Regions from separate parts of the Danio rerio genome. Here region 1 is linked to region 2. A link is a contact called in public HiChIP or PLAC-seq data. All regions are on one chromosome and are shown on one strand. The core of a region is the stretch at or near the end of the contact, and the rest is flanking DNA. Distances in the headings are between cores, read along the strand shown. Region 1 holds the start of nnt (nicotinamide nucleotide transhydrogenase). Region 2 holds the start of hpse (heparanase).

Region 1 (7,017 bases), core at 1,803-4,302, 480 kb after region 2:
CCCAGCGCTCAATCACAGACACGTTCCTGGCTCCTCAGCTGACACTGTGCAGAAATAACCCGTTCCCCCTGTCATTACCATACTGCCCCCGTCTCAAAAAAAAATGCCTGCCGTTAACACCGGCCTCCAACACACACTGTATCCAAGCAGCCAGAACGCGACACAGGTCACTAACAGCACACTCATTCATATCCTCAGACAGTCCAATCACGCGACTGAACAAGCAGAAGAGGGACAAAGTGACCTTGATGGTCACCACATGGAAACATTAGCATAATAATAATAGGACAACATTTATGTATGTCTTATTTGCTTCTGACATACTTTAAAATGAAATATGCTTAGGCAAAACAAGCAACGTTTACCCATAAGCATAAGTGTACCATACTCAAGCTCTTTCCGTTTAGTGTGATTTAAACTTAAGGAACACAAACACTCAATCACTAGTCACACGATTACAAACATCAATCATCCAAATTAGATCATGTTCAATATTCCAGCACTGTTACCTGGACTAGTGAGGCGGTTGAGGGCTTGATGTGTCCTAAAGAAGCGCACACAAGGTTTCTTCACCGTCCGGGCACATTGTAGCCCAGAGAACAGGGGGCTGGAACAGCTGCTGGCCACCACACGCAGAAGACTCGCCATCAGAGACACAAGGAGGAGCTGTGCAGTCGGAACGGCCCTCCTCCTACATGTGAAAGAGAGAAAAGAGTGAGCTGGCTGACCTATCCCATAATGCTTCACTCTGGAGCTCAGCTGTTTAGCCACCTCCAAGGTGACACACTTATAGTATGCTCTTAGTTCGCACAAGTGGGTGACTGAGTGGTTGAGGGCCTTACTAACATTATGAATTGTGACATTGCTTAAAACAATTCCAGATCAAGAACACTTTGCTTAATATAAAAAAGTCATATTAAAAAAGTTTACTAAGCAATGCACATGCAAGTAATAGTAAAGATAGTTATAATGTTACAAAAGATTCTGATTTTGTTCAATAAATAATCATTTAGTACATACAGTTTTCAAAAATGATAATCAGAAATGTTTTTGCTCACATTAGAATGATTTCTGAAGGATCATGTGAATACTTAAGTAATGATGATGAAAATGTGCTCGTTTAAATTCATTAAATCACATTTTAAAACTAGATTCAAAAGGTTTATTGTACCATTTTTATAATACTGTGGCTTTTATTAAAAAGCATCATTTTGAAAAGCAGCTTAAAAACAAGTCTTTTATTATAGATGTATACATTTATTATTTGTTTTTCCAATATATTCCAATGTTTTACAATATTTTTGACCAAATCAAACTTTTATGCGGTTTGTATATTGTACAGTAGTAAAAATACAATGGAAATAAATACATTTGCACTTATTTTCTCCAGTATCTAAAGAACATATGGCTCTTTGCAGTCTATTTGTAGAGACACAAAACAGATCAATTAATCCTCGGGGTGAAACAGTCAAGGTCGAGCTGAGGCCAACTCTGAAAAGTGTGGTGAAGTGTATTTGTTCAGCTACAGACTTTCTGATATGAAGGTGATAAGGGTTTTTTTCTCAGCGGGCCAGAGCAGGTTACACAGTAGCAGTTTACAGATTGGAAGACCTACAGGTCATTTATGGTCTTTAACACCATAAATACTGTCTGAGCCAGAATACACAATATTAATAATGAAAAAAAGCATCTTACTAAGCAAATACAGAATGAATCTTAAATGTTTTTAGTTTTCACTTAAAACAACTGTAAAAACAATGCAATAAATTGTTAATTATTAAAATTCTTTTTTATCACTAAAATTTGCAGGCATCATGATATTATTTTAATTTAAGATTAATGACTAAGATAAGATCTTTTTATACATTACAATTTGCAGAGGACACTCAGTAAAATGTTAGCTTGACAATAGATACTAAACAGATTTAGGAAAAAATAATCTGATGTAATATTAAATTAAATGTTTTAATCTTTATACTTTGGCAATCTAATCATTGTGTGCTTATCAGTTATTCCATTTAATTACTTAAAATATAAGACAATTTAGCATGATTGGCTAAATTGTACTAATTATACTACATTTCTTCATACAAATATGTATTTTTATTGCAATTAAGTAAGTTTATATTAAAATTGTTCTTTTAATTTGATGTAAACAGCATAATTATTAATAATTATCATTATCATCATCAAATCTACTGATTCTGCAACACAATAAATGCCAGATTTGTGTTAATAAAAGTTAAAGCACACCTTAAGCATGGTGCACATGAACAGTTTTCACTAACACACCAGTGATTAAACGCCTAAATTTAGCTACGTTTCCTAATATATAGACACTCAAGCAACCCACAGATAAAAGCACTGCAGTTTGATTTTGCATGAAGGCGTAGGAAACAATCAAAGCACCTATTTAATTAAAGGCGTGCAGACAGACTCTATTGGATTATCGTGCCAACTACAATCCAATTCCAGCACCACGTCAACGGAACAAACGAGTGACAAGTCTGCATCAAATGTGACCCAAAGATTACTCAACCCTTCATTAACTTTCATAATTTAAACACACGGATAGTAAAAATGAATATTATTCACTATGAAAGGAAACGGTTGTTTAACGGCGCTTGTCCTCGTGCCAACGGTTTGTTATTGGACAACGCAAAAGTCATTCATTCAAGTAGCTCAATGGCAAAGGGTTATCTGCATACATTTATAACGTATTTTCAATAGAATCATGCGGCTCAAAATAGTATTAGTTGTATATGTGATAATTAACATCCGTTATGCGCTAGTTTGTTTGTTTTTTCGGAAGAGAAACGCGGCTCTACAGAAGGCGGGCACTAGCGCCTCATTTCCCCTTCTTTTCTTTTGCTAGCATGATAGCTACACAGAAAGCCACAACTGCAGTTTGCGCTTGCATTTCGAGAACTAATCGACGCTAGCACGAATGCATTGTTTTGCCTTCAACTGACAATGTTGGTGGAGATGGATATTGAACAAGTGAAAATCTCACCGGGACGAGAGAGAGCATCAATCAGCGACCTTTGAATGCGGGGACGCGCAGCTTACAGCCGTCACCCGGAAACACTCGAACTCACCTCCGCCGGGCACCGTTTCAGTGGTTTCATTCGCCTGTCAGTCAACATATGTAAATCAGTCATGTGCTAAGGGGGCGATTCTTAACGATATTTAATAACCTGCATAGTTAAAAGGGTTCCCCACGCTTTTCAGCCTCAGCCTGCGATCCCCAAATTAACAACTCCAGTGATTCGCGACCACACTATTGGGCTTGGAGGTGCTTATAAACATACAAAAATTGCACACAAGAGTGCACAGACACCAATTTGAACTATATAAACATGAGCATATAGATAACATAAAAAATAGCATAGCCTCACTTAATGAAACTAGTTGGCACTTGTTTACAGCACAAGACTATTCTTGGTATAATTTTTTTATACCAAGGTTTTGTATACCAAACCAGGGTTGCCACAGCGGAATGAACCGCCAACTTATCCAGTATATGTTTTACGCAGCGGATGACCTTCCAGCTGCAACCCATCACTGGGAAACACCCATAAACTCCCATTCAGACTCATACACTAAGGCCACTTTAGCTTACCCAATTCACCTATAGCACGTCTTTGTGGAGGAAACCGGCACCCAGAGGAAACTCATGCAAACACAGGGAGAACATGCAAACTTCACACAGAAATGCCAACTGACCCAGCCGGGGCTCAAACCATCGACCTTTGTGCTGCTACCCACTGCACCACTATGATGCCCTATTAAGTATATAGAAAATATATTATAAGATAAAAACATTTTTATTTTCTGTAGGATATGGATAATATATGGTAATTCGGTAATTTATTTAAAATCCACTTTATTTGGCCACTTAATTAGGCCAAACGCAGATTTCTAATCAGCCAATCATAGGGCAGCAACTTAATGCATTTAGGCATGTTGACATGGTCAAGACAATCAGGAAGATTGGAAAAACATAACAGCGTGTCATGCAGCGTGAATCATCTCAGACCGGTTTCCTAAACATGAAAATGAGTTCACTGTACTCAAATGGCCTACACGGTCACCGGACTCAATCCAATAGAGCACCTTTGTGATATGGTGGAACGGGAGATGTGCAGCCGACAAATCATTTAAATATGGACCAAAATCTCAAAGGAATATTTCCAGTACCTTGTTGAATCACAAAGGCAGCTCTGAAGGCAAAAGGGGATCCAACCCAGTACTAGTAAGGTGTACCCAATAAAGTGGCCGGTAAGTGTAATCCTGTATTGTAAATTCAGCAGTCAGTAACGTTACATAAGGAACTAGATATTTGTATAGCTACAGTACCATTAAGGAGAGTACAAACAAAAAAATCTGTTAAAACTGTGTGTTTGTTTAGCAAGGCCTAGCGTTATTTGTAGTATTTGTATTATTTTTTTGTTTTGTTTTGTTTTCCTCATTGAGTATGTGTACTTATATATAACTCTTTATGCTTTTCAGATATTTTATGTATAGCCCTGGCATTGTTCTGTAAATGTCGTTCATGAAGTAATAAAAACTAAATAATAAAAAATTTATAATAATAAAAAAATAAAACTTGCAAACAGGCATCACAGTGGCACAGTGGGTAGCACAATAGCCTCACAGCAAGAAGGTTGCTGGTTCGAGCCTCAGCTGGGTCAGTTGGCATTTCTGTGTGGAGTTTCCATGGTCTTCCGGTGTCGGTGTGGGTTTCCTCCGGGTGCTCGGGTTTTCCCACAGTCCACAGACATGCGCTATAGGTGAATAAAAAAAATTAATTGGCCGTAGTGTGTTTGAATGCAAGAGTGTATGGGTGTTTCCCAGTGTTGGGTTACGGCTGCAATGGCATCCGCAGCGTAAAACATATGCTGGATAAGTTGGTGGTTCATTGTGCTGTGGTGACCCCTGATTAATACAGGCACTCAGCCGGAAAGAAAATGAATGAATGAAACTTGCATACACTTTATTGGAATTATCATAACCATATTTGCCATAGCTGTCATAGCTATTACTATTATCATAAATTTATTTTGCATTGTTGTCCTACAAAAAAATTAAACTAATCATCAAGCATAATCTTCTAAAATTTTGCAGCTACAAATGATCACATTAACATTAAATTAGCAATCAATTCTTTCTAATTATTAGTTTAAAGTGAATTAAAATGACTTCTTTGATTTATGATTCATTCTTGTTTTTAGTTAATTTAGTTTTACGTTAATTTCCTTGGAAACTAGAGACTGTTGATTTATTTACTAATTTATTCACAATATTTATTTTTATAGATATTTAATATATTTATAGTTAACATGTATTTCAAGTAACAGACATAAAGACATAATTGTTTTGAAGGTTTTAATTTTACCCAGTAAAAAGAGTTGTATACACCTACAGAGAGTCTAATGTCCAGCAGATGGCGGTAGTAGACAGGAGCAACGCTTTAACACTAAAAACTGTACATCAAAAAGAATAAAAAAAATCTTGTGAAAGGAGGCACAGATCACAGGTTCTTGATTTTTGCAATTAACACCACTGTGAAATTAGGATTCTACAGCCCCTTTACAGACCAATTAGTTTAGTTAGTCAATGGAACTCAATGTTATTAACGGAGTTGGCGAGTAGCCTAAAATGAAACTGCAGACACTATTCAAGAAGTAACTTTGTTGTTAACAATTTCTAAACTATAAAACCCATTTTGCATTGAACACAGCCTTTCTGTATGGTGGATGGTGCAGTTTTACGTTTTCCCCTTGTTTCTCATATGTTTCTGTTCAACTAAATCCATTTGTGGAATGTCTGTGTGTAGTGTGTTAACCATTAACTCTCCTCAGCAACCCACTTTCAGCACACAATTCCTCTCACACCTGGAAAATAGTTTTATCTTATGACCAATTAAATCCACTGCATGAATTACAACAATGTTTTCTTGCTTTATTGTTGTTTTGTAATATATAGTATATGCTGCAATGCATGTTTAGATGCTCTTAAAATGTAAATGTTTTAAGGAGGAACATTTACCATGCTTTACTTTAATGTGAACCCCATAATGTTCTATTTTGCAGTCTTTCTGAACGTGATTAACTTTACTATTAACAGTTTCTAGCTAAACATGTACGCTTTACACTTTTAGCCTTTTCTATCACTTCATAGTAGATAACATTAAATGTGTTAGACCTGCAATTCATAGTCTATAAAAAATAAGTGCATCAGAAGTATCAACTTGCTTGCAGTTTCATCTCTATAAAAGGTTTCATGCATGTTTATTTGATCTGGCAAAAGAACAAATATAGATCTGCAGGCTAGGCTATATTTACAGCAAATTATTGAGGCGATGGTATTAATCATCATAGTTTTGAGGTCTGTTTGGCAGATGCAGAGTGAGTGAGACAACAAAATTGCATGGAAAGCATTAAAAAGCATCTGAATAAATAAGTGCAATACAGCTTGAGTTTTTTTTTTTTTTACATATTTGTCAGTATATAGCAAGACTTTAAATACTTTGAAATATAAAACATGTAATATATTATTAATATATGAAGAGTTTAGAAGCAAAACCCTCTAAATGCCATCTGAATTTTTTTTTCTTAAATGAGCATTTTATCAGACTCCTGAGTAGGTGCTGTTATTTCACTTTTACAGCACAGGATAAGCCCTACTCATGTTCATTAAAGTTAAATAACTCAACATAAACACAGGAGGTTGAGAAAAAAAATTCTATGGAATTTTCAGATGGCACTTTTTGCATCTGAACTCTTCATATTATTTTTTTGATAAAGTACAGATCAGTAAACACAGTACAAAAAATAAATATATATATAAATAAACATCTGTGAATTTCCGCTTTGAAAATAACATATAACAAACATCTTGGATAAGTTGGTGGTTCATTCATTCATAATTGCTAAATTAACAGAAATCATGGTCCCATATTGCAGTTTGAAAAGCAAATATAAAGAAAAATAAATAGCCAGATATTTTGGACAG
Region 2 (7,445 bases), core at 4,720-7,219:
TATAGTGTAACATTTATGATCATGAATATAATAAATGTATTTTAATTACTTGCATTAATATTATTTAAACTCCCATATTTATGTTTGTGGTCTATACATTCTTTTTCTGTCTTAATCTGATTAATGTAAATTGTTTTAAATATTTTTAAAGTGCTTTTGCCTTTCCATTTATCAAAGATTTAATATTAAGTCAACGCAAATATCAAAAATGTGTTTCTATTGCAGCAAATCAGTATATTAGAGTGATTTCTGAAGAATCATTTGGCACTAATGACTGGAGTAATCATGCTGAAAATCTTATTTTCTATCACAAGAATTATAATCATTTGAACAATATTAATATTAAATATAATAGTAATATTAAATAAAAATAATATTATTTCAGTATTTTTGTAAATAAATAAATCCTTGGTCATCTTTTAAAAAACATCTTACCAACCCAAATCTTACCATTTGCTTGTATGTTAATGCATCTTAACAATGATTTTCCTCCCAGGCCAAAAACCTACTGTGTGCTCCAATGGAGAAGTGTTACAGTAACCTGCTGCATGATGGAGGGCGGGGCCTGCTCAGCCTCATTCTGTCTCTCATTGGCCTGAAAGTATGTCACATGTTTTAATGTAATTAGAAAATGAGGTCTAATCAAGCATTGCAAAAACTGACCTTTTTCCTTTCATTTTAGATAACCACAACTGTAGAGCAGGTGAAGGATTTGATGAAAGGCACTTTGCTCAGTGTGCAGGAGGCTCAGGTCAGCCCAGAGAAGAGCTTGTGGGATCTTACAGTGGAGTCCATACAGACACTGAAGCAGAAGAACCTCATCGAAGTCTCTTCTGATGAAAATAATCAAAACATTCTGCAAATCACCAGGCTTGGGCGAGCCACTTATAAAGGTAAAAAAGAAATAGGGGCGTGGCTCAAGGCTTAAAGGGATAGTTCAACCAAAACGGAAAGATTCTGTCGTCATTTACTCACCCTTTGCTTGTTCCAAACCGGTTTGACTTTCTTTTTTTTTGATGAACACAAAAGAAGATAATTTGATGAAAGCTGGAAACCTGTAATCATTGACTTTCATTGTATTTGTTTTTCCTTTCTCGTTTCTTTTACTAAGGTTACATGTTTTAAGCTTTCTTTACAATATTTCTTTTTGTTTAACAAAAGAAAAAAGTCACTTGAGGGTGACTAAATAGTCAGTACATTTTTATTTTGGAGTATACTATCCCTTTAAATTGAAGGATTCTGTTTTACCACAGGGTGGCAATGTTACCTTAATTTCAAAATTTGCGAGAAGGGTCTGGATGCCAACCTGGTGCTTTGCAATCTGAGCTGCATCCAATGCTTTTAATGCGCTCGCCTAAAGTTCTCTTTATCACTTGTGTTTTTAGGTTCAGTAGACCTAAGCTACTGTGATGTGCTCTACCGAGACCTTTCAAAAGGGCTGGAGGGTTTACTCCTCAACAGTTTTCTTCACTTAGTGTATCTAGTTACTCCATATGACATGGTGCATCAGTGCAAACCGGATTGGATGATCTACTTCAGGCAGGTGGGACACTTTCCTCAGGTTAAACCTGCTTTACTTATACCATATCTTTCAATTGTTTGAATCTGTTTTTCCACCTTTTGAATAAAGTCTCTTCGATTAAAAATAGTTTAAAAAAAAACATTTTGAAATATGTGTTTTATTTTGTAGTGTTTTTCTTTTATTTTATGTTGCCAAAAGCTGAGTTTTCAACATCAGTGCTTTAGTTTATCTTTCACATGTGATCTTTTAGAAATCATATCAGATATGATGTTTTAGTTCTCCAAAAAACATTTTGTATGATTAGCAATGATAAAAAAAAATTGTGGCAAGTAAAAAAAAAACAGCATTTATTTTATGCAAAAATATGTTGTAACATTATAATAATATGTAATTATAAAAACATTTTAGAACATTATAAATATATAGCATTTGTCACTTAAACATATAAATTATTAATTTATTGATTACCACCTACAAGTTTGGTACTTTCGAGTGAGTATATGGTATAATAACATCTTTTTTTGTGTTATTTAGGTACCGTTATAGTTTCTTAAAATAATTTTTATTAGATTTTATTTCTATGCTTTACATTTCTATATCAAAGAGTTTGTTGTTGACTAAATGTTTAAAGCAAAAATGTTCCTAAAAATGTATACTTTTTCTTATTTTTTAAAATTTTATATTAATTTAAATGAAAGCCTTCCCAGAGATGGGTTGCGGCTGGAAGGGCATCCACTGCGTAAAAACTTGCTGAATAAGTTGGCGGTTCCTTCCGCTGTGGCGACCCCGGATTAATAAAGGGACTAAGCCGACAAGAAAATGAATAAATGAAAGAGAAATATGCTGTTTTTGCAGTCATTTTCTTTTTTTTTTTTGTTCTTATGTTTTAGTGCTAATGTTAGTTACTGATTAATGTTTTATTCTGTAGTCTTAATTCTGTATTTATTTAATAAAAAATTAATATTATTATTTTTACTTTTTGTGTATTCCACTCTGTTTTGATGCTCTTGTTACTGCTTTGAGTCTAAGAAAAGCGCAATGTAAATAAAATGTATTAATACAAATGTTTATTTTCATAGTTCACAAATTTGTCAGCTGCTGAGCAGAAGATGGCCACCACGGTCGGAGTTCCTGAAAGCTTTGTGGCCAGAAAAGCGGCAGGACAGAGCGTGAGGAAGGTTGGCGAAAACAGCATTCCTCTCATTCTTCACAACACCATACAAGTGATTCAGGGCATTTTTTGTTTGGGATTAAACAGCCTAGGTATAATAAGCCAACGAAAGCAATAGAAAGAGATCATTAGCTGAGTGTTTTTTAAACATTAGCCATGAATTAAATATGAAATTACTTCATCCTAATCCTCTTAAAGGATTTACAGGGCATTAATGCTAAATCTACTCTTAACCTTTCTCACGTTTCTGAAGGAAAAGAAAAGAATGGTTTTCAGTGAGTAGAGTTGAGTCATCAACTGAAGTGGATTTCATGATGTTTGTTTCTTTCTGTGTGTCAGTCTGTGGATGTTGTGGTAGTGAACAGGTTGTACCTGGCTCTGGTCCTGTTCTCCTTACTGAAGGAAACAAACCTGTGGATTGTGTCCGAACGATTCCAGCTGACCAGAGGTTTCGTTCAGACTCTTCTCAGCTCAGCGTCTGCCTTTGGATCATCTGTGCTGCACTTCACGGAGGTTGAGAGACACATTTTGTTAAAAGAATAGAAGACACATCAGCCTATATACAGTTGAAGACAATTATTTTATTACATTTGAAATATTTTCCAAAAATATTTCTCAAGTGATGCTTAAAGGCTAATTCAAACCACTCAAAGAAACACCTACAAACAAGTTGGTGGTTGTATAAAGAATATAAAATAGAAAATACTGTCAGAAGCAAAGGTTGTTGCTGTTTTTTCGGAAAATCATATCGCACTGCTCAGGCGTTCCTCAACCCAGAAAATGGCAATTTAACATGTTTAGTTGCGTGAAAACAAACTCTGTCCAATAACATCAGACACATAAAACCTATATATACTATTTTCTGTAGAAACCACTGTTGTCTAATGACTTGCCTAGTCAAACTAATTAACCTAATTAAGCCTTTAAATTGCGTAATTAAATACGTTAAATTAGTTATTATAAATAAGTTATTAAAACAATTATGTTTAAAACATGTTGAAAAAAAATTATATTTTAATAATAATTTGTCTTCAACTGTATGTGTATCAGCTGTATTTTTTGTATGTGTTATAAATTTAATTGGATACTAAATCAAGTTTGTCTGGTCATTTCAGGAGCTGGAGGAGTTTTGGGCATACAAGGCTCTTCTCTCTGAGTTGACTCGAAGATTGACTTACTGTGTGCAGGCCGAGCTCATTCCTCTCATGGAGGTGTCTGGAGTCCTGGAGGTAAGTGTAGAGTATTTATGACCAGAATATTTGCTTGAATGTTATATTTGTGTGCTCATTTTGTTTTTTATTCTCTTTTGATTATAGCATCGTGCTAAGCAGCTGTACAGTGCCGGATACAAGACATTAGCACATCTGGCCAATGCAGATCCACAAACTCTGGTCCAAACTATTGAAAACCTCTTTAAGAAACAAGCGTATCAAATTATTGCATCTGCAAAAGTAAGTATTGTATTGCATTATACCAAAGTGTCTTTAAGGCAAGTCATTTCACTCGTTGGCCATCTTTGAAACACCTGTCTAAATAGGGAAACATCAAATTTTCCGAAAGCAAGCTTATGATTGCATTACATATTTGAAATCACCAATAAAATTAAACAACAACTGTCTTATAAGTTTCGTTTCTAAACATTAGAAACACACAAAATCTGCATATTTTCAGGTTGCCCAAGCTAATGCACATGCGCACTCGAAAGGAACGAGATCACAACACCAACCTTATTTATGGCCGTGTTACACATTATCATAATCTGAATAATGATCATCAGATTGCTCTTCTGCTCGTCTGACGTAATCCACAACTTGGTCTTGGTGGTGAATCTTCTCCAGAAATGACAGCGACTATTTGTTTACTAGTTTGTGGGTGTTAAATAGTTGCTGTCATGTGATGTGCATTTGTCAGGATGGATTGTACCTCACGTTCATTTTATACAGATTACAAAACAAACAAACTTTTGTTTTTTTAGGTGAACTTCTTCATTTAAAAGTAGAGATTTCAGGCTTTCTGTAGATACAGTTTTTATATCTGTGAAGCAAGTATTCGAGTGTGTTTGTTGACCACAAAACTGTAGTAAATCACACGTCTGATCCAAGCTTCTCTCCCAGAGAATCATCAGTCTGTAGCGATTGATGATTGGCTCCTGTACTAGTAGGTGGGGCTTCATTCGCCATATTGACCGTTACACTTTTCCCCATGTAATTACATACAACAAATTTTTTATCAAACCTAGCATTCTAATACTCTTTGCCATGGTACTTCTCGTTTACATCATGCTAAAAATTTTCAATTACACAGAACAACCCCCCACTTTAAAACAAAGCAGCTGTTATAATTTATCACCGTATAGCAAAATGTACATAACCATGAACACACAAAAATGTTACATGCTATACATGGTTTTAGGTTATAGCAATAATACATTTTGCACAATTACATGTAACTAATTGTATATATATATATATATATACTCAGCCATTCTTGTTTCTTACGCAAATTAGCTATCTACAAATACTCAAATTTTCAGTACTATTGAAATAAAAACTTTATAGACGTTTATTGTTATATAATAAACCAAATCTACATGACTTTTTTCCCTGTGGAACACAGAAATGAAATGAAATCAAAAGTGGTTTGGTTTTCTTTTTTCCCTTGCATTGAAATCAGATGCTGATATCAGGCCTCACAAAAGATGCAGACTTATCATAAAAGCATCATAAAGGCATTTGCTCACATGGTTGCTGTCATATGTCTTAAGATAAAGATAACAGAAGACAGTCTTTTATAAAAATGATTTGGTTTTGAATACTTTTTCAGGTGACAAGTTCACTGTCACTATATACAAAACACTGACCAGGCTTTCAGGAGCTTTCTCTTTTGTCACAATGCCAGTCTAACTGGATTGAGCGTGTTTTTCACAACATTTCTCACTGTTCATTTTCAGATGTTATTAACAGAAAAAGCAGAAGCCCTGCAGGAGGAGGTGGACGACCTGCTTATGCTGCCATTGGATCTCCCATCATTGTAGATTGTGTACATTTGTATTTAAGTGATGTAAATGGCCTGTATAATATCGAATCTACCTGTAATTATGTAAACTCAGCATGTCTGGCTGGAATAAAAGTGGAAGTAAACATGTAGCACCTGTTAGGTTACTCATTATGTCATTTTGTACCATAAAGATTTTACAACCAAAGGTGGAGCAGACTTACAAACAACCTCTTTTATTATGAGTTCCAACCAATCAGCGCGCGTATGCAGATTAAGGAACCGTCCCGAAGCTACGCCCATCAACCGCTGCCGTGGGATGTTTTACAAAATAGAGTCATACACCAATTCCTTTTTCATCAGTCTATCTAGAAATGAGGAAGTATCTCAGCGTTGTCAAATTCGCCTGGGTGTTTCTGATGAAACTGCAGCAGTAAATGAGGAGTACACCGGCAGTCTGAACAGATGAAGTCCGCAGCCACAGCGCTTTCCACATTATTCGCTCTTCTTTTGTTTGACCCGGTTTACCTCGAGGCTAAAACAGTGATTTCTGTGGATGATGTTGGTCAGTTCGTACGTGTGGATGTGGATTTGTCCCGTGTTGCCCGACGGGTGGATGAAAAGTTTCTTTCCGTGGCTATTGATGCGAGTTTATTAACCGAGGAGAAGTTTATGAACCTACTAAAGTAAGTACTTTTAAAGCTTTGAGTGACGAAATATTGAAATGAATAAATGACATTCTGTTTTATTGCAGTTCACCAAAGTTAAGAACCCTCGCCAAAGCTTTGACCCCAGCCTTTTTGAGATTTGGAGGCACCAAACAAGATTTTCTAAAATTCAGTCCACGCGGAAGATATTATTTACAAGGCAGAGAAAACGGCAGCAGCGCTTTTCAAGGTACTTTTTTATCATCAAAACATGACTTGTAAACCACATCCTCTGACTGAGTAAGCTGTCTGTGTTGTGCTCTGTGCTGTCATCTGACTTTACTGGCATGATTCCAGTTTTTCTTTAATGGAGGAACAGTAAACTTATTCACACGACCATTCTGGACATTCCTTGCATACTACAGTGCCCCTGCATAACCTGTTGCATCTGCCGTTGATGGATTTGCTTATCCTTAAAGGGATAGTTCACCCTAAATTGAAAATAAACTTGCAATGTACAGTGCTTACCCCTAGGGGTTCCAAACTAGTTTCTTTATTCTGTTGATCACAAAAACAGATATTTTAAACCAAGATTCACTGTAAAAGAGATTCACTGATATGAAGTAAGAGAATGTGTATATCTATCCAGGTATCTTTTTCTATTTTTAACCGGAACCTGCTGCTAAAACCAGTAGCATCCATAGTAAGAAAAACAAATACCAAGTCAATGGTTATAAACCTGTTTTAAATCTGTATGTTAATGAGAAATGGGAAATGGAATGGGATGAATGTAGAAAAAACAAATTGTATGAAGTGAATCCATTTGTAAATAATTACTATTTTGAAAATAGACATGACCAGGTTGTACATACGAGATGTGGAATAACACAGTACGTAGCTACAAACATACTGACACCCCATAATGAAAGAGGGAGGAAAAAATAAAGAATAAATAAATAAAATTAATTAGGAAATTAGAGATCAACTTTAACTTTGAATATAGTAGCCTCTGAGCATTCAATGTAGGATAGAAAAGGCTGCCAAACCTCATAAAACGTTTTGTAGAGCCTCGGATGATGTATTTAAGATGCTCAAGTTTAAGATGTGATAA

Evidence for each region. HiChIP or PLAC-seq counts read pairs in DNA pulled down with a chosen protein or histone mark.
Region 1: an H3K4me3 HiChIP or PLAC-seq map of embryo shows a contact between it and region 2, with 6 times the contacts expected there. The contact joins the promoter of nnt here to the promoter of hpse in region 2. A contact is called at or near these places in 1 of 18 Hi-C or Micro-C datasets (an unstated tissue) and 1 of 4 datasets of contacts at active chromatin or transcription factors (embryo).

What each region holds. Positions count from the first base shown.
Region 1 is chr21:21,170,139-21,177,155 of GRCz12tu, forward strand. It overlaps nnt (nicotinamide nucleotide transhydrogenase), which reads right to left and starts at 3,053. Exons shown (of 22, transcript NM_214756.1): 1 at 3,014-3,053; 2 at 510-691. The coding sequence starts at 648.
Region 2 is chr21:20,688,177-20,695,621 of GRCz12tu, forward strand. It overlaps hpse (heparanase), which reads left to right and starts at 5,970. Exons shown (of 12, transcript NM_001045005.1): 1 at 5,970-6,373; 2 at 6,442-6,584. The coding sequence starts at 6,153. helq (helicase, POLQ like) reads left to right here. Exons shown (of 18, transcript NM_001282423.1): 11 at 497-601; 12 at 683-893; 13 at 1,386-1,543; 14 at 2,602-2,700; 15 at 3,033-3,206; 16 at 3,809-3,922; 17 at 4,010-4,144; 18 at 5,644-5,837. The coding sequence ends at 5,727.